Linked DNA regions of Sus scrofa: region 1 is linked to region 2. The links are chromatin contacts, called in public Hi-C maps. All regions are on one chromosome and are shown on one strand. Each heading gives the region's core, a stretch centred on a gene start, on an enhancer-like site or on the middle of the called end of the contact. The rest is flanking DNA. Distances are from core to core; before and after follow the strand shown.

Region 1 (6,361 bases), core at 3,280-5,779, 140 kb after region 2:
TATTAGAGAGCGCCCACGTACCCCAAGAAGTTGTATAGTATATATTAAAAATAACTTTATTTTAGATAAAGAGAAAGGAATACAGTGCAAAATTATGAGAAAAAGAGAAAGGTGAGTCAGGCTAAGGGATAATGGGGCTTCTAGAGTTAGGAGTAAGCAGGAATGGAAGATAATGAGCACTTTAACTGATACCAGGGAGCTACAGTTGAATTTTCCAGTTTTATATACTCACAGGAACTTCATGCAATTACATTGAAACAACAACAGGAAAAGCATATAAATAAACACCAATATATGAAGAGGCAGTGTTCCCTTATCGGCAGTACCTTATGATTCCTCCTATGTTTGGGTAGAAACAGGCCATGATCACTCCAGCTCCCACAATAACTAGATTAAGAATCAGCACGTGGAAAATACTAGAAGTTGAGAAGAGAGTTTGGAGGAAGAATATATATAAAAACAGGCAAATTATAACAATTAATATGAGAATAAAATTCATTATTATCATCTGTAAAATGAAAATATTTTAAACTTGATAATAAAATTATAGTATAGGAGTTCTCTTGTGGCACAGCAGGTTAAGGATCCAGTGTTGTCACTTGCTGTGGCTTGGGTCACTGCTGTGGTATGGGTTCAATTTCTGGCCCAGGAACTTGTACATGCTGTGGGTGCAGCCAGAAAAAAAATTACAGGATAAATAGAAAGGAACAATAGAACTCAAGAGTGGTGATGGGACAGTGATATTGGCCCTTCTGTACAATTATATAAATAGGTTACATTTTGTAGGAGCAAACTGGTAGTGTGCATCAGGACTCATACTCTTTGATTCATCATTCCATTTGGATGGAGTATCTTAAGAAAATAATAAAAAAGCTATTAACATAAAGATATTTGTGGGAAGACAGAAGCATCCTAGAAATACATCAGGGTAACGATTTACTTGACAGAATATATTAAAAATTATTAAAAGTAAATAATCACTGTTACCTAGATAGTAAAAATTCATCTAGGCAACTTGGGGAAAAGCTAGCTAGATTTTTATTACACAAGAAAATCTGAAAACATTTGAAAACTATCAGAAGGCAATACACCGCAAAGGTAGTAGTGACTGCGTTATAATTTGGGGTTTGGGGTAATTTTTCTTCTTTTCTATATTTAACACATTTTAAAATATTTTAATTTTTTTTGTCTTTTTAGGGCCACACCTGCAACATGTGGAGGTTCCCAAGCTAGGGGTTGAATCAGAGCTGTAGCTGCCAGCCTACACCATAGCCACAGTAATGCCAGATCCAAGCCGCGTCTGCGACCTACACCACAGCTCACAGCAATGCTGGATCCTTAACCCGTGGATAGAGGCCAGGGATCAAACTGTGTTCTAGTCAGATTCGTTTTCACTGAGCCCAGGAATATTCCTGAAACGAATATTTCAGGAACTTTAAAATATTTTAATTTATACATTTGAGAACATTTCTTTGCAAAGTGTTTATTTTACCTTTATCATTAGAGAAATAAATTATATTAAGAGAAAGGCAAAATTTCAGATTCAGCCACTTTACAGCATTCTGTATTTACCATGAATAGAATATCTGCTAAATAACTTGAATTAGATATTAACAATTCAAGGTCTGGGAATCAATTTTGGACAAAAGTAAATGTAATGTAGATGAACTTCAAGAAATAACTCCATTTCCCCAAAAAATGATTCTTAAAAGCCAAATTTATGCATCAAAGCAAACTCTGAGTCCAAGTTACCAGAGTTTAATCACAGATAAAGATTACAGAAAGAATTAAGAATAAGTCAAGTTACTTATGCAAATAAGTGGTCAGTCATACATCTTGATGAATTATAAATATATTCAAGCATTTACTCAAAAACTCCAACCTTAAAATTGCTTCAGAGCTCTGAGACATTGGCTGGGCCTTTGTTATTTCTGTATTGTAAAAGGGAACATCTTTGTGTATTTTCCAAAGCAGTGATTCTCAAAGTGTAACCATGAACTGAAAGGAAGTTCCAAATACCCTTTCAGGAAGCTCCGTGGTAAAAGTTATGTTCTAATCAGACAAAACATTATTTGCTTTGCAAAAGCAATGCTAAGTGTTGTCCCCTTAGCATGGATAGAGGCAGTTGCACCTACCTGTATTCTATACTACATTCTTTACTGCCAAACACCCTAAAAAGGTTTATTAAAAATTGTCCTTGAACACACACCTTTTTAATATTCATGTATATTGATATTAAATACAAAGTACATAATAAAGCACATCTGCTGCATACTGAAGCACTGTGGTAGTCCTGAGGACAAGTACTTGTGCGAGTGGGCTGGAGGACAACTGTGTTGTCTTTTTTTCCCCCAAAGACCACTATTTTTATTTGAAAGGCAGACAAACTATGGTTCTTTAGATTTGGGTATCTGACAGACATTTTCTTGAAAATGAATGATGTAATCTTATCATTTCAAGAAAACAACTGGTAGTTTGTGTTGCCAAAGATAAAATTTGGGCTTTCAAGTGAAAATTAGAATTTTAGAATTTTGGAGAGCTTGACAGTTTTCTAACACCTTAAAGACTTTTATAATGTAATTGGTGGTGATATTAATGAATGTGGGTCTTGATGTTATATAATGATGTGTATCAACATTTGGAAGACCTACAGAACTCAATGAACCCATATTTCCCAAATGACTAAACCTGATGTTACAAAATCATGCATAGGTGAAAGATCCAAAATGTAACACAGACCAGTGGATATTAATGTAACTGAATTTCAGATTCAACTAACTTTTAAGAAACTACTATTTGTCAAGGTTTGGCATAGTATTAAAGAATATCCACAGTGATCTGAAAAGGCTATTAAAAGTACTCCTACTTGTTCCAACTATGTGTCTCTGGGAGGGTGGATTCTGTTCACATATTTAAATAAAAACAACATATTACAACAGACTGAATGCAGAAGAAGATACAAGAATCCAATTATCTACTAGCAGATCAGACATTAAAAGAGTTTTTAAATGTAAAAGAAAAGATTTTTTGGAAATAAATTTTTAAAAATGTTATTTATGTTAACAAGTAAAGGTTTTATCACTGTCTTTTAAATAAATTAATAAATATTTCTAAAATTCTGTTTTAATTTTTTACAATATTAAATATTGCTGGATATAACCCACATAAACTAAAGTTCCTGCAGGACCTCAAATGAATCTTAAGAGAATGAAGGGGGTCCTGAGACTGAAAAGTATGCTCCAAAGTGTGCAGTTTGTAGAGTACTTATAACTGTAGGATACATGACAATGTGTTCTTGGTAGTAGGGGAAGAAACATAATGTGAACACAGAAGGGAAAGTCCAGACTTTTCCAAGAAGAACAAACATTCTAAGAGTCAACATTATGCAAAATGATGGCATAAAACAGGAATAATACATTTACTTAAAATTTTTTTCATCTATGACTTCACTATATTTTATTTGGTGAACATAAATAGAGCAGGTTGTATAAACACAACAGGAATCTTACATTTATTGAAATCCAATGTGAGAACTGTAGCTGCTAATACTGTCCATGCTAGAGGCCTGCTAACTCTTTTTTTTTTTTAATTTTAGTTTATTTTTTTTTCCCCGGTGTACAGCATGGGGACCAAGTTACACTTATATGTATACATTTTTTTCCTCATCCTTTGTTCTGTTGCAATCTAAGTATCTAGAGATAGTTCTCAATGCTACTCAGCAGGATCTCCTTGTAAATCCATTCCAAGTTGTATCCAATAACCCCCAGCTCCCCATCCTCCCACTCCCTCCCTCTCCCCCCTGGGCTAGGCCTGCTAACCCTTGCTTTTGCTTTTAAAAGTTTTTTGTTTTTAAACATACATATTTATAACTAATTATTTAATGAGGGGAAAGATTACATCAGCTCACTTTAAACTGGTTAAAACCACTTGTTTAGCTGGTTACTATAAATGCAATTTTTTTCAAATTTTATCCAAAAGTTTTCTTCACTTAAGATCATTTACTCCCCCCAAAACAGGTTAGGACTAGGTACTTTTTACTGGAACGAATCTATAATGAAACTTAAGGTAAGAGTAGGAGTTAACCAGGGGTCCACAAGGAAGTTTTAGGGAATCCTCCAAGCTGTATATAAAAAAGTCTCTTTGGACGAGGGTGACTACATTTGAACAGATTTTCACAAGGACTCACAACTCTTCTACAACCAATAAGAAATTAAAAAGTGACAGTGTAAGTAACAGTAATAGTGACAGAAGCAAATAAGAATTTATATTTGTTATGTACCTCATCTTTAATCAAACAATTATCATTTAGGTAAAAATGCATGAATGTTAATAAATTTACAAGTAAATACCAATAACCAATATTAAAATAGTTACTTCTCATTAGCCATACATGGCTAACACAGGCATTATACACTATTAACTTATTGGCAAAGAGTAGATTAATAGCAGCTCAATCATAAGATAAATATAACTGGTATCAGAGCTAAGATAACTATACTGGAAGGAACTAACTTTAAACCATTCTGGACAAGGGAGTGGCTTCTATTTTTAAAGCTCTTCTGGGAAAAGAACACCAATGATCTATCCTTAGTAACTCTTTTCATTAGGCAAATTTTTATAGCAAAAGGATCAGTCACATTTTAAACTGACCTGTTTGCACAGTCATTTGTTGCTTGGCACATCTTGCTGGTCAAGAGAAGAGCCCTTACCTAGGATAAATGTCACCGAAGATATGGCCCAATAGCTGGACACGAGCCAAGTAGCCTAGGAGTGGGTACACAGTCATCATCTGGAACAGCAGGAATATCCTTGCAATGAAGGACAGGATGTCACTGCTAGGGAAGTTGTCTAAAAAATTCTGATCCAAGAAAGATAATAAAGTAATGTTACAAACCAAATTTAATACATACAAATCTATAAAATTGAATTTTTTTTGCTTATTTTGAACATAGGTTCCATCAAATGGTTTGTATATTGGCGCCCATCCACAAACTGTTAACCTTTATTCTTCAATGAGCTAAGTACATATATTGAAAGCAAATGCCCGGCAACTTAGAGAAATCTGACATTGCCACATTTTCATTCTATTTGACAAACGTATTATTCTGCAATTGATTTGACACTGAAATAACAACAACAAAGAGGATCCTATTTTCCAACACTGGTAGTTTGAGAAGTACTGCTCTATAGGGTTCAAGGATAAATTCGTTTTAGTAAATTTAAATGGCTAATTCCATGCATTTTATTCTTAATAGTTCTCTTGCTTTTCCCTTTCTGAAGCATTGTAACACTTTCAAAGTAAAGAATACAGAATAAGGTAAGAGTATACCTATCATCAAGTATCATCATTATGTATAGTTTATCAATAAATAAAAAAGAACTTATTTCTACTTCCTTTCATGATTCTTTTCTATATTTTCGTTTGGCATCTAAGAAAAAAAAGCTACTCAGGTTTTTTTTTTTTTTTCCTTTCAAATACAAATACCACAGATATTCTTATTCCCAAGCGAGTGGACTTTATATGGGATTGTTCACAGCAGGGGAATTTTCAGCAAACATTTTGCTGCCAAAGAACTTCTGGAATCAAGGAAATCAAGAGCACATTTCAAGCTATCATAACAGCAGTAACTCAAGCCTATTTGTCTTAAAAAGATGAGAACATTATTAACACTATTATGCTGAAATAACCTTCATAATTCATCTGTAATAAATTGCATTATATACTCCACTACAATCCATTAGAGGAATTTCTTCTGACTAGAAAGAAAATCACCTGTGAATGCTATTTTTTTTGTGTGAGAAATTCTTCAGTTACATTAAACTAGAGACTATACTATTCCTAAGTTTATGATCAGTTGAATCAAGGAAAATATATTTATGGCAATCTTGTAGTAAAATAATGTTTCTTTTATTTTTTCTGTCTCTTCCTCTAACAAATAGTCAGTCCTTCGCTTTGCTGCTTGTCACACAGTACCAAAATGAGTGTCAGACCTATTATTAGGGACTGACGGACTAAGACACCAGTTTATTCAGGACATCTCAAGATCTGGACTTTGGAAAATAAGGGAATTGAATATATTCTCTGTGGAAGGCTTATAAATTTAAGACTACTACTAGTAACGATTCTCCACACACACAAAAATACTATGCATATAATAGGAATCATTTACTTGAGTACCGCAAGGTGCGAGAATGCAGTAAGTTTTCTCAGAAAGTCCATTTAAAAATCTGTGGATTATGCATTATACTATTTAATGGGAGAGGAAACTGAAGCTCAGAAAGGAAGCGGAAGGTGCCTAAATTCTCACATGTATGGTAAATAGTAGAGATGGTATTCAAACCCAGGCCTGTATGGCATTAC
Region 2 (6,383 bases), core at 802-3,301:
CTGAATTACAAGCATATAGCATAACACATGCCCTTACATCAAGAGTTTTTTTCCATCCCCACTATATGCAAATATTGAGGACTACTAGCAGGCCTGTTTGACTTAAAAGAAAACCAAGGACAATAAATGTCTGGGAATCATATAAATAAAGGAAAATGAAAATAGCTACCTATTTAGCTATTTTTCCTATTTAGGAAGTTAAACATATAGAACACGTAAGACCAACAATTCAGAGACTTAGGTTGAGGAATTGCTCTGCTACTAATTAATGGCTTTACTTAATGTTACTGAGCCTCGGTTTGCTCGTCTACAAATCAAAGGAATTAGACCTTTGGGGTTCCAAAAACTTTTTTTTCATTCATGTCTTAACAGTGCTCCTCCAGATGTAAAAAATAGCAAGTGTGTTTTAAGAAGGCAACCCAGAGGACCTAGAGCTATCAAAATATGCATGAAGTTACTTTACAAAAAATATACTCTGAGAATGCTAAGAGATCTAGCAGAGCTTCATACATGGTTGGACTAGATCAGAAGAAAGCAGGAGTTCTCACTGTGACTCAGCAGGTTAAGAACCTGACATAGTGTCCATAAGCCTCACTCAGTGGGTTAAGGATCTGGCATTGCCACAATCTGCAGTGTAAGTCACAATGCAGCTCAGATCCGGTGTTGCTGGGGCTGTGGTGTAGGCTGACAGGTGCAGCTCTGATTCAACCCCAGACCCGGGAATGTCCATATGCCACAGGAGCGGCCATAGAAAGCAAAAAAAAGTAAGCAAACTATAATCCATAGGGCAGTCTACAAGTTATAGTTTGTTTATGTAATCATTAAAGTTTCACTGGAACACAGCCACACCCATTCATTCAGGATTGTCTCTGACTGTTTCTTCCCTGCTATAAAGGCAAAGTTATTGGATAGTGGTCAATATACAGCCCAGAAAGTCTAAAATACTTACTATCTGGCACTTAAAAAAAAGCTTCCTGACCTGGGACTGCATGATCTAAAAGGTTCCTTTTACATTATTATACACTGATAATGAAAAGAGCTGCTTAAATGCTCTTAAGTATAGGAATAAAGTGGGAAAAAAGAATAAGTAGCAAAAATAGATCAAACATGATCTCGATTCACCTCCTAGAGATTACACTAGCTTCCTCTCTAAGCTAGCGGATGGCTCATCCTCCAATCACTGAAACCTTCTATTCCAAGAATACACAAGACAAAACATGCATTAAAAATTTAACGCACCTGCCCTCCTTCACTTTTTGTGCATTCCCTCGACATATGTAGTTTTCAATGTAACCATCACTGCAGTTGATTTTTGACCAGTCTGGGTCACAAACATCCAAGAAGTGAGGCCGCAGCCTGCCTATTGAATACTTGGCAATGTCAGTCAGGGACTGACTAGCAGCTGCACCAAATAAAAATGTTCCAATGGCTTTGTAAATAGTGGCTATGTAGTTATTCCTGATAAAGGAATTCGAGTGCAAGAGGTTAAAGTAAACAGACAGGGTTTCTCCAACAATCATCTGAAAAAGAAACAGAAAAACAATATGTTAAAGCAGCAACCGGGCACTTTAAACAAAGTAAAACAGAAAAGAAAATGGTAAATCACAATAAAATATTTGTTTTAAAAAACACCTTCCTCTTTTTTCCTTTTCAAATGGAGAGCAACTTAAAATATCTAATTCCAGACCACAAAAATAGGTGTTAGATCAATTGATACCTTACAAAGTAGTAGCTAAGCCAAAATAGTTTGTCTACATTTTTTTGACACAAAAGACCTTATTTCTTTTCTTCTATTCAAATAAACTGAGTCTTAATAAGTAGACAATGATATATCCATGGAGGACAGAAAACATGGTTTGTTCAAAGAATAAAAACTTCACCAATTAGCGTATCTGACAGAGTCTGCATTTTCATCAAACAGTCCTAGAATCAAAAACATCCATCATGTTAAAAAGGGTAAAATAGTTTCAAAGAGAGAAAAAGCTACTATAATAAAAGCAGGGATGTAACACTGAAGCCAAAGGGTACAGAGGGCAGAGATCAGCTGACAAGGCCTCCCAGTCCTGCCTCTCCAGGAAACCTTCAGGGCCAGCTTCCCTCACAAGTCTCATTAAAAGACCAAACACACACTTGACATTCTTCTCCAAGAAAACATTTCAAGTGACACCGTCCTCTTTCTTTTTCACTGACTCTTGTAAAATGGGAGTTACAGCCTTCCCAGATTCTAGTTGAGTGTGTATGCGAGCGCACAGCAGTGTAACGAGTTTAAAGGCATAAAAAGGCTTCCAAATACTTTCCAAGTTCATAGATCAATACCCAAAGAAATTTTAAAGTATCAAATAACATTATAAAAAATTACATCTGCTGATAAAATATGCCACACTCTAGCTACCTGAGACCAAAAGAAACTCTTAAACAAAAACGATCTCCTTGCTATTTTATATTGGGGATGGATATAAATCACAAAGTTTCACTTAAGAGTTCCACCCGCTAGTCTTAAATTTACATAAACAATTTTACAAAGCATTCGAACATTTCCATTTAGTGAGGACTGTCTTCAGGGTGAGTCTCAGCAAAGGTGAAATAAATGGCTGCCTCCTAAAAGGGATTTCAAGAACCTGATATCAAACATTTTCTTCATTTGGCTCACTGGCTCCTGGAATTCCAAAATTAGAATGTTGTAACTTTGACAACTAGACTGTGAACTCTACAAAAGCAAGAATGAATTTTTAGTCACTGATAGAAAGCTGAATTTTTAGTCACAGTGACCTAAAATAGAGCTGGTGGTCAATGAATTTCAACTGAAGGTGCTACTTCTGGGTAAAAAGTGAACACCCTTAGTTTAACTAACACATTAAGCCTCACAGAAATGTATTCCTTGTTATAATCCTTAATGTGAATGACCATTTCTGAGAACAGGTCTCACAGGAGAAGAAAACCAACTGTACTTCTGGGGATATCATAACTCTGCAATTGTGCTTGGGGTCCTCCACTATGACCACACCAGAGGCCTTGTATTAAAATATAGAGTTTCCTTGGACTGTTAAGGTGTTCCAGCAACTGCCTTGATAGATTAGTAGCAAAAAAGGATTTCTCTACTGTTTTGTTATGGAGTTGATCTTTGATAATTTAAAACATATACCAAATAGGGAGTTCCCATTGTGGCACAGCAGAAGCGAATCTAACTAGTATTCATGAGGATGCAGGTTTGATCTCTGGCCTCGCCCTGTGGGCTAGGGATCCGGCATTGCTGTGAGCTCTGGTGTAGGTCGCAGAAGCAGCTCAGACCCCGAATTGCTGTGGCTGTGGTGTAGGCCAGCAGCTGCAGCTCTGATTCAACCTCCAAATGCCCTTAGTGCAGCTCTAAAAAGCAAATATATCTGTGTATACACCCCGACTCCCAAATAGGAGTTCCTGTTTGGTTCAGCAGTAACGAACCCAATTAGTATCCGTGAGGACTCGGGTTCAATCCTCACTCAGTGGGTTAAGGGTCCAGCATTGCCATGAGCTGCAGTGTAGGCTGCAGACGAAGCTCGGATCTGGCATTGCTATGGCTGTGGTGTAGGCCAGCAGCTACAGCTCTGATTTGACCCCTAGCGTGGGAACTTCCATATGCCATGGGTGCAGCCCTAAAAAGACAAAAACAAAACTAATAAATAAAATGTATGCCAAATATATTAATCTAAACTACAATTTGAGCAGTTGAAACTTCCACATCTCAGCTGTCAGCTCTTCTTGCGTAAGCACTCAACTACTTTCCAAAACGAAGTATTGATCTTTGCAAGTCTTTCTAGTCATAATGATCACTGTTTAGAGCCATTCAAACCCTGGTTTTTGCCACTGATGACTAAAAATAAATTCATTAGGAACATTCAGAGCACTAGGCACAGAATAAAAGCTGATCTACAGAAGCAGTATATGCTGAAACTTAACTCTTAATACTGGGGAAGGGTGGAGGGGATTCTAAAACTAAAATGCCATCAACTTAACATCATGTTTTATTAAGCACTCCATCTTTATTGAGAAGAATAGACAATGGAGATGTTCTAAATCAGTTCTAAATTAAATGCAGGAATATGTCTGTGCATTTCACCTATACATGAGAGCCATATTTTCATTTCATTTTACTACCTTATCCTGCCCTTTGAGCCATTTATGCTAACTCAGCCTCTGGTAAAGTCCACAAGTAAGCTAACTGTGCCCTAATCTTAGAGCAGGGACTACTCGTCATGCATTATTTATTCAGATTCTAAAGATAGGATAAATTATTAAGGAACTAAAGATAATGTTTAGGCAGAGTTCCTCTTACGGTTCAGTGGTAATGAACCCAATTAGTATTCATGAGGATGCGGGTTTGATCCCTGGCCCCCCTCAGTGAGTTAAGGATCCAGCATTGCCACAGAGCTGTTGTGCAGTTCACAGACATAGCTTGGATCCTGTGTTGCTGTGGCACAGCTGGCAGCTGCAGGTCCAATTCAACCCCTAGCCTGGGAGCCTCCATCTGCTGCAGGTGCGGCCCTAAAAAGACAAAAAAAATTACCTAAATCAGTGTGATTCAACCATTTAAAACCTATGCACTACAATATTTTTTCACTATCTCCCTTCATATCTCCACCAACCAAGATGATTTTATACACCTGTAAACTGTCACTATAGTTACATGTCTTTCAGTCAGAACAGTCTAAAATCCTTTCCAAAAGAATAGTCTAAAATCTCACCTTCCAAAATATCTCTAAATACCTCCATTCCCTTTATTCTCTCCAAAATCTCTCTCCAAAAAAAGTCAAAATGGTCTCATCAGACCAGATTTTTATCACCAAAATCTTACCTTTTCCGTAGTATCTGACATCACTGACCATTTGGTCCTTACTGAAATTCCCCTTTGGCTTTTGAGAAACTATATTAATTCTGATTCTCTACTAGGCTCCCTCAATTACTAATATATTTGTGGTTCATTTGCCAATCATGTCAAAGGCCTGGTGTGAAGTCCCAATTAGAATCCTGATTTTTTTTTTAAAGACATGATTTACTTTCTAGAAAATAAAATTAAACATATACAAGTCTAGTGAAGTGCTACCTGCAAAAAGCTGAGTTAATAAACAGAAATTATTTTAAATTAGTACATAAAACCACTTCCCTAAGCTGTGTCTTTGTTGATTCGATTGATATGAAAATAGTACTTTTATAGCACTTTTCAACAAGTCTGTTCTTTTTCAAGAAAACTACATTCAACCTTCTTGCAGGTGATGGTGAAACAATAAAAACTTCCAAGTTAATACACTATAAAAATTTTTTTTGATAACTGAGTATCTGTCAGGCCCTCTGCTTGCTGTGCAGGCTACACACAACCACATGGTGCCCAGCACCAGCACCCTATCTTATTGTGGGCCTCTGGTCTATAGCAGGTGTCTATACTTCTGCTTGTGCAGCATCTTTCTTAGACACAAAGACAAGCAGAACTGAAAGAGAAGTACATTTGCAGCAGTGTTTGAGTACTTGAATCTTTGTCCGAAATCAGCTACTATCTGCCTAGGAATCCTACTAAAATGTTTCTATTTAAAGAGCTAGTAATCTCTCAGAAACATGTTCTTTTTAAGAAGATCCTATTCCTACTCCTTCCTTAATGCAAAGATCATAGGCATGGATTTACTTCTTTTAATAGTAAAAACTCAGTGTAAAATCTGTCTCGATTAAAGGGACCACTGATTTCTTAAAATTCCACTATACAGTAGAAGAGTCACCAATGTCACAACATAATCACTCCAGTTTCATTCCAGCATCTATGACATGCCAGGCTCCACAGCAAGCAGTGAGGATGCAAGATGAACAAGGCACCATCTCTGCCTTTCAGGCTTGTGAAACAAGTATCTGTATAGCAGAGGTTTTGTTTTATGAATTACATACTGCAAATTAGGAGTTAACTTTCAGTGCTAATAAGGAGCTGTGATCATTCTGCAGTAAGAGGTTTACATTTTTAAATTAGGAAATTTTGTTTTGCTTTTTAATAAACTCCAAAACAGACAAGATATATATGCTTATCTCCTGGTTGAGACCATATTTTCTGCTTTTACCATTAACTCTAATTTCTGAAGTTACAAGCTATGGAACATAAACCTAATTAAATTCATAGACTCTCTCAGTTAAGAGAGTATAACAATCACCTAGTCCAATCACTTAAAGTCTTTTCCCCAGAGCACATTCTCTAAGCATTCTCACCCAAAATCCTAGAAAACTATTGTGTTTTAGTACCAGTAAAAATTCTTTTGTGTTCGCTGCTAATTATATATATAGAACTTAAGCGTTTATCTCCCATTTCTGCCATTATGTAAAAAATTCTTTAAATTAAATGTGGGTTAAACGAAGTCTTAACATTAGTTAGCAAA

What was found. Hi-C and Micro-C count contacts between places; a contact is called where the count stands out from the background.
Region 1: a Hi-C map of liver shows a contact between it and region 2, with 4 times the contacts expected there. The contact joins two enhancer-like sites. A contact is called at or near these places in 1 of 47 Hi-C or Micro-C datasets (liver) and 1 of 2 datasets of contacts at active chromatin or transcription factors (skeletal muscle).

Annotation. Positions count from the first base shown.
Region 1 is chr16:34,774,717-34,781,077 of Sscrofa11.1, forward strand. It overlaps SLC38A9 (sodium-coupled neutral amino acid transporter 9), which reads right to left. Exons shown (of 16, transcript XR_002339779.1): 13 at 4,710-4,858. Among named protein-coding and RNA genes, the nearest start is that of PLPP1, 36 kb to the left of the region's middle. Within about 2 kb of position 4,530, at least 8 of the 83 cell types and tissues checked have an H3K27ac peak or open chromatin away from gene starts, as enhancers often do. A contact at or near this core is called in liver, where this site is marked.
Region 2 is chr16:34,632,735-34,639,117 of Sscrofa11.1, forward strand. PLPP1 (phospholipid phosphatase 1) reads right to left here. Exons shown (of 6, transcript XM_013984779.2): 3 at 1,240-1,520. Among named protein-coding and RNA genes, the nearest start is that of PLPP1, 110 kb to the right of the region's middle. Within about 2 kb of position 2,052, at least 12 of the 83 cell types and tissues checked have an H3K27ac peak or open chromatin away from gene starts, as enhancers often do. A contact at or near this core is called in liver, where this site is marked.